Linked DNA regions of Pan troglodytes: region 2 is linked to region 1. The links are chromatin contacts, called in public HiChIP or PLAC-seq maps. All regions are on one chromosome and are shown on one strand. The core of a region is the stretch at or near the end of the contact, and the rest is flanking DNA. Distances in the headings are between cores, read along the strand shown.

Region 1 (2,952 bases), core at 176-2,675:
TACTGCATGACTTTGAGTGATTAACTACATAACTTTGACATGTCAACAATCTCTTATGGTGGTCATCTTTCCAATAAATTGAGTTGAGCTAGAAAATGTGTATTGCCAAAATCCATTGATTTACTTTAAAAATTAAATCACAGGTTGTGGATGCCCGTAATGGTGGCATTTCCACACACAGTACTGTTGCTGATTTGATGAGACACAAATATAATCCAACCCCATTTTCAAATATTAAAAGTTGGTAGGGTCCTCAACGAAACCTAACAGTGACTTCAAGTTGAAAAAAAATGCTTAAAAGGAAAAAAACAGGGAGAGCCCACCTTTTGGCCTGTATCTCTCAGAAAGAGGGACAAGAGCGGTGGGAACGTGAGGAACTTTTAAAATGTGAGAGCGTTACTCTGGGGAAACCTGGAGTCTACTCTTGGCCTTTACTCGCTGAACTGTCATAGTTCTCACATTTGTGAAGCGAGTCTGGGCTGGCGGGCCTCAAGCCCTATCCTCCCCCGATGCGGAAGTCTTGCTTCGCTGTGCCTCCCAGGCTTGAGAACAGCAGTGTCTGGCCGCTCAAAACGAAAGCTTCACGAACGTCGCTCGCTCGGTGCTGAGAAAGAAGCCTGACGCGACCCGGGAAACTTGACCGACGCGCGCCCGCCCGCCCGCTTGCCCCGCCCCCTAACGGCTTCCCGGCTTCCCCCGGGTCCTATGCAGAAAAGACGCTGGGCCTGGCAAGCGGGGCCAGTAGCGGCTTCCGGGAGGAGTTTTGGCCTCCACACGGCTCCGTCGGGCGCCGCGCTCTTCCGGCAGCGGTAGCTTTGGAGACGCCGGGAACCCGCGTTGGCGTGGTTGACTAGTGCCTCGCAGCCTCAGCATGGGGGAACATGGCCTGGAGCTGGCTTCCATGATCCCCGCCCTGCGGGAGCTGGGCAGGTAGGGCTAGGCCCAGCCTGGGTCCTGCATCCTCCTCCGCTGATTCCGGCTTGGGTTTCACGTGCTCTCCCCTCCCCTGCTGCGCTATGGCTGGGATCCCCTAAGCCCCCGCTGCGGCCCTTGTGGAGATGCTCCGTGGCTGATTTGGGCGCTTCTCCCTCAGAGTGCCCGTTGATAGGACATGGGGCAGTCGCCACAAACCTGCGGGAAGCCGGTCCGTGGGGGAGAGAGGCGTCTGCCGGCCCTGGTTTACCACTCACCCCGATCGAGAGTTTGCTTCCTGCAGCTGGAGGAAGAGTCCCTGCTGATCGCTTTCTGGTCACTTTTCTACACTCATTTTCTTCTCGAAAATCTTTTTCCTTAGACGAGGGACTTGACCCATCAGTTTCTGTTCTTTGTGATCACTCGTGGAGGAATTGGTTTTTAGCCTTACATTTTGTCCCCAAACTGCCCTTGAAAGAAAATCACCGCTTCTCATTTTCTGCAAGTGACATCACTTGCTGGAAAAGGCAGTTTTTTTCTTTGAAGTGAAGTCATAGTACATATTGAAGATGTAACCTCCCTCGTATTGATCGTCCAGTTCCCGATCCGTTATTTTAGTCAGAAATTGGAGAGATAGACCCCTGGGTCCACAAAATCTCAGCGTGCACAGAGTGTTGCCAAAATTTGGAGACAATTTAATATTTCATTTGCAAATGAATGTTGTCTGTAAACCTCATGAAAACCAGTATCTTACCACAAGGAGGGAGAGGTGTTGATGGCTCTCACACCTCTTCAATACACAGGCAGGCTTCCCTGAACCAGGCCTAAAGACTCGGTAGAGCTTGTTTTGCTTTGTTTGTTTTAATTCTACACTACTGCGAACAAGAAATAAATAAGCTTGTGCTGCTACCGCAGTTAAATTATCATTTGGAATAACTGCTTCCCAATTTCTTAAACTGTTTGAAAACTTTCCACACAAAGTCAAAGCTGACATTAAGCCAATGGGATAGCTACTTCTCTTTCTTTTTGCAGCGCAGTTGTGTTCATTTCCACTGGTTGGCCATCCAAATAATTTAGTCTCAATATATGAATAAAAAGATAAATGAAGGGACCATTCTTGTCGTAACTGCATCACTATTTTTGAGTGTGTGAATTTTTTCCACTTTTTATCTGTGGCAAGTATACTTTGTGTTTAGTTTATAAAATAACTTCTACCTCTCTAAAAGAAGAGGAAGAAAAGTGATCATTGTAGGAAGTTGGTTTACAAATTTCATCTTTCAGGCTCATTGTGAAGCTGAGTATATTTTTGCCACTTTGCTTTAAAGTAGAATTAACTGGTTAATACTTCTCTTCCCTCTTCTGTCTTCCTCCGTGAGTCCTGTTAATAAAAATAATTGGTTCTTGGATTATATATTGTCGGTTTCATCAGTAGAGTTTATGTTACCTTTCATTTATTTGTAGCTATTCCAAGAGAAAGAATAGAAAAACTGACCCACAGAGAGTTGTCTAATAGTTTTTAATTGTCATGGCTTTTTCATTACAACTACTTGAATCAAAAAAGCTAATCAATTTTCATAGTATATCCATGACATAGAATGGAACAAGTGTTACCACTGTTTAAGAAAAAGGGACAGAGAAGTTGAAGAACCAAAGGCACAGCTAGCAGATATCAGAGCTAGGTTTCAGATTCAAGCTTTCAAGGCCTTTTCTTCCAAAATGTTTCCTCTTAATTGACTATGGCAATTAGACTACTGAAATAAAAAGAGATATTAGTGTTCTAATTTATGGGCTGCTCTTCCTCAGTCCCTCAGATAAATTTTGTCCTATTGTTTTTTTGCTATTAGCAGTCTGCTCTGCATAATCTTGCTAAATGACCTTTCCACTCTCCTGCCTTCAACTATAATCTGCTATTTGATGACTCCTAATATGTTTCTCCAAATCATGTCTTCTATAGAATTGTATATTTACTGTATACTGGTAGTTTCACTGAGTGTCCTATGTGTAGTTAAGGTTCAGCATATCCAATACAAATTCCCCACA
Region 2 (2,952 bases), core at 334-2,833, 420 kb before region 1:
GTAGAAAACGAGTTATGATGTTTCTCACAACTGTAAACGCAAGCTTCTCTCCTACCGTAAATTTAACTTTCTAATAGCCGATTTACAGTCACACACTCTTTAAGATGTAACAGTCCCTAGCACCTGAAAGTGTTACACACCTTCTTGCATCAGCATCGGAAAGTTTAACTACCTCGTGGCAGTACCAATTACTTTTAATATATTCGAGACCAGAAACCCAAACCAAAAACCGATTAAATGTTCCGCCCAAGATGGCAACTAAGAACCCAACCGTACTAATGCTTAACTACTACCACAGCTCACTGGTTTCACAATACGTGCCCAGGGTTCCCTGTAAACACAAATGCAATTTACTAATCGTATGTAGCTTACAAGTCTACGGAGCTTCTCTTTTCACTGTTTCTTCAACATGAAGAAAGAGACCACGAGTCCTCTACCCTCAAAAGTGCTCTTTACTTCCCGTTAAGGTAAGGACCACGTGTAGAGTGTACATTAACCTTGGCTATGCAGCACTGCAAAGGAAAGCTGCTCCCGCCTCTGCATTTCCCACTCCGCGTCTTTGCCCTAGTGGTCCTCCCCTCACAGCTGGCGACCCTAGAGGTTATTCATTCCTTGGAGGGAAACTGAGGGAGGCCGGAAGTGAGTGAGATCCAAAACCGAGAAAAAAGCTGCAGACATTTAAGCACCGGGAAGCGATTCCCGCCTCTCTCCCAGGCGCTGTCTGGCGGTCTCAGGGCGCAGGAAGCTGAGATACAGGAGAGCGTTTTCACGGCTTCGGACCTCAATCTGAATTCCTGATTTCACTCCAATGCCAAGCGCGGGCCGAAGCACTCACGCCTCCACCCCCTGGGCACGCCAGTCTCGAGCTGAATCCCGGCTGGGACTATGGGGAGATACCAGGCCTCTCAACCTGCGCACCACGGTGCGGCGGCGCCCGGGCCTACCGTCGCGACTAGAATGCAGACCCCAATCCCAATCGCCTCTCACAGGCCAGAAGCGTCTGTGGGCCCCAGACGACAGTGGCAGACCCGCTGACTTACGAAATTTTGTCAGAAATTACCTTTGAACTGGCCTTCTGAGATCCGCCTGGCGTTTTGTCCGCCATCTTGAGCTTTGCCCCTCCTTCGGCGGCGGCAGCAGCACGGGCGAGTCGAGCACCGAAACAGCGGATCTCAGTGAAGCCCGCCAGAGGAGCCTGCGAGGCTGAATAGTCGACTGTCGAGATAGCGACCTTAGGGGCAGCCGCTCACGTGACTTCCGGTGTCAGTAATTTCCTCCGCCGCGCTCACTCCGCTAGTTTTCCTGGGAGTCACGGTGCTTGGTCGCGTTATTGGGTCCGGGAATTCAGAGAATCTCCTTGTCCAGGGCCAGCTGATACTTCACTCTCTTATCCCAACGCCAACCCTTGATAGATGCGAACCAGTCGTATTTCCTTTGTGGGAAAGGAGTCGCTTTTTAAAGACGTGCACTGGCCATCTAGGGAGGAGCTTTTACTTCAACTCAAAATAGGACTGGAGCTGACTGGTGACCTGGCGCTCGGTGGACGGAAACGCTGTTCTTGCCGCTTCGGCAGCTCCCATGCTGGTGGGAGAGGCAAACTTGCAGTCTGCTCATCTTAAGATGGTGAATGTTGAGATAGGGTTGCTCCCGAAAAGCCGAGAAGAGGAGCGTTTGACCCAACCTGAGGGTGATCCGATAGACACTCTTTAGGGCGTCTGCAGAGTGGGTGCGCGTGGAGACAGTCAATAAGAGAAAATCGTAAATACAGACGGTATTCTAAATCTAGCATGCATGTAAAGTTGTGTGACATTTTAAAGATTACATTTTACACTTTAGTATTGTTTTCATTTTTAATCACATAAATGGGGGAACACCATATTAAACTTTTCTGAACTTAGTACTTTTTTAAAAAGTTCTTAATCAGGGCCTAGATTCAAAGACGGAAAGCTTGCTTGAGAAGGCCATGCCTGAATCAGGCCAGGCAAGGAAAGAAAGGACATTCCAGACGGAGGGAGTAATTGAGGTAAAAGCCTGTGGCATGAATCAGTACAGCCGATCGTGCAGGTCACCTAAAGCAGTCGTTTTATTAGACCAGGTGTGGGGAGGGACGTGGTTGGACAGGGGTGCGGGTGCAGGTTCACACAGCGCCCTGAGGTCACCATCGTGCTTAGGAGTTAGAATTCTGTTCTCAGAATGAAGATCGGCCTTTAACAAGGTTGAAATGGTCAGATTTTTATTTTAAAGTATTGCTCTGAGGACTAGGGTGGGAGTGGAGGGCGTTTGTGGACCTCTCCCTAAATCATTTATTCAAAATATTTTTGAGCCCCGTTTTGTGTGTAAAAGCCTGCCCAAAGTGTTGTAGGGCTTACAGAGACAGATAAACATGCACTGTCTTCATATGATTTAAAACTTAATGAGAAATGGAGGAGACAAGGAAACCGCAAACTGACACTATGCATAATTGATGCTGCAAGGAAGGATCAATAGCTGAGGGACCTCTGAAAGAAGTAATTAATTCTGAGAGTAGGAGTGAGGAAAAGAGACGGGGCGGGGCAGGGGGGTGGTCATAGAGAAGAAAGCATTTGAACCAGCTCTGAAGAAGTAGAATTTTGTTGAATGGCGGGGGTGGGGAGCGAGGGAAGCACTTAGAACAGGATCTGACACAAGGCTGGCCCTCAAGAAAGATTAACAGACATAGATGCCAGCCACTAAGGAATCAGCAGGCCAGGCCTCCTATTCTCTGTGAGGGTATGAGGGTAGAAGAACAGACAGTAAACAAGAAATGATCTGAAAGTGACAAGTGCTACACATGAAATTAGAATGACTTGCACCCTCCAACCCAATGGAATTTACTTCTACTGCTGGATTCTGTCATACTTTTTCAGTTCTGGGCCTCTTCCCTCAACCTTGCCCTGCCCTCTCATTGAAGTCTAATCCAACTCTACTCTGGGT

What was found. HiChIP or PLAC-seq counts read pairs in DNA pulled down with a chosen protein or histone mark.
Region 2: an H3K4me3 HiChIP or PLAC-seq map of stem cell-derived excitatory neurons shows a contact between it and region 1, with 9 times the contacts expected there. The contact joins the promoter of U2SURP here to the promoter of PLS1 in region 1. A contact is called at or near these places in 2 of 7 Hi-C or Micro-C datasets (blood and stem cell-derived neural progenitor cells) and 1 of 1 datasets of contacts at active chromatin or transcription factors (stem cell-derived excitatory neurons).

What each region holds. Positions count from the first base shown.
Region 1 is chr2:145,787,618-145,790,569 of NHGRI_mPanTro3-v2.0_pri, reverse strand. PLS1 (plastin 1) reads right to left here and starts at 1,425. Exons shown (of 16, transcript XM_054681122.2): 1 at 1,191-1,425. ATR (ATR serine/threonine kinase) reads left to right here and starts at 640. Exons shown (of 48, transcript XR_008547125.2): 1 at 640-930.
Region 2 is chr2:146,209,158-146,212,109 of NHGRI_mPanTro3-v2.0_pri, reverse strand. It overlaps U2SURP (U2 snRNP associated SURP domain containing), which reads right to left and starts at 1,583. Exons shown (of 27, transcript XM_063807232.1): 1 at 1,061-1,583. The coding sequence starts at 1,105.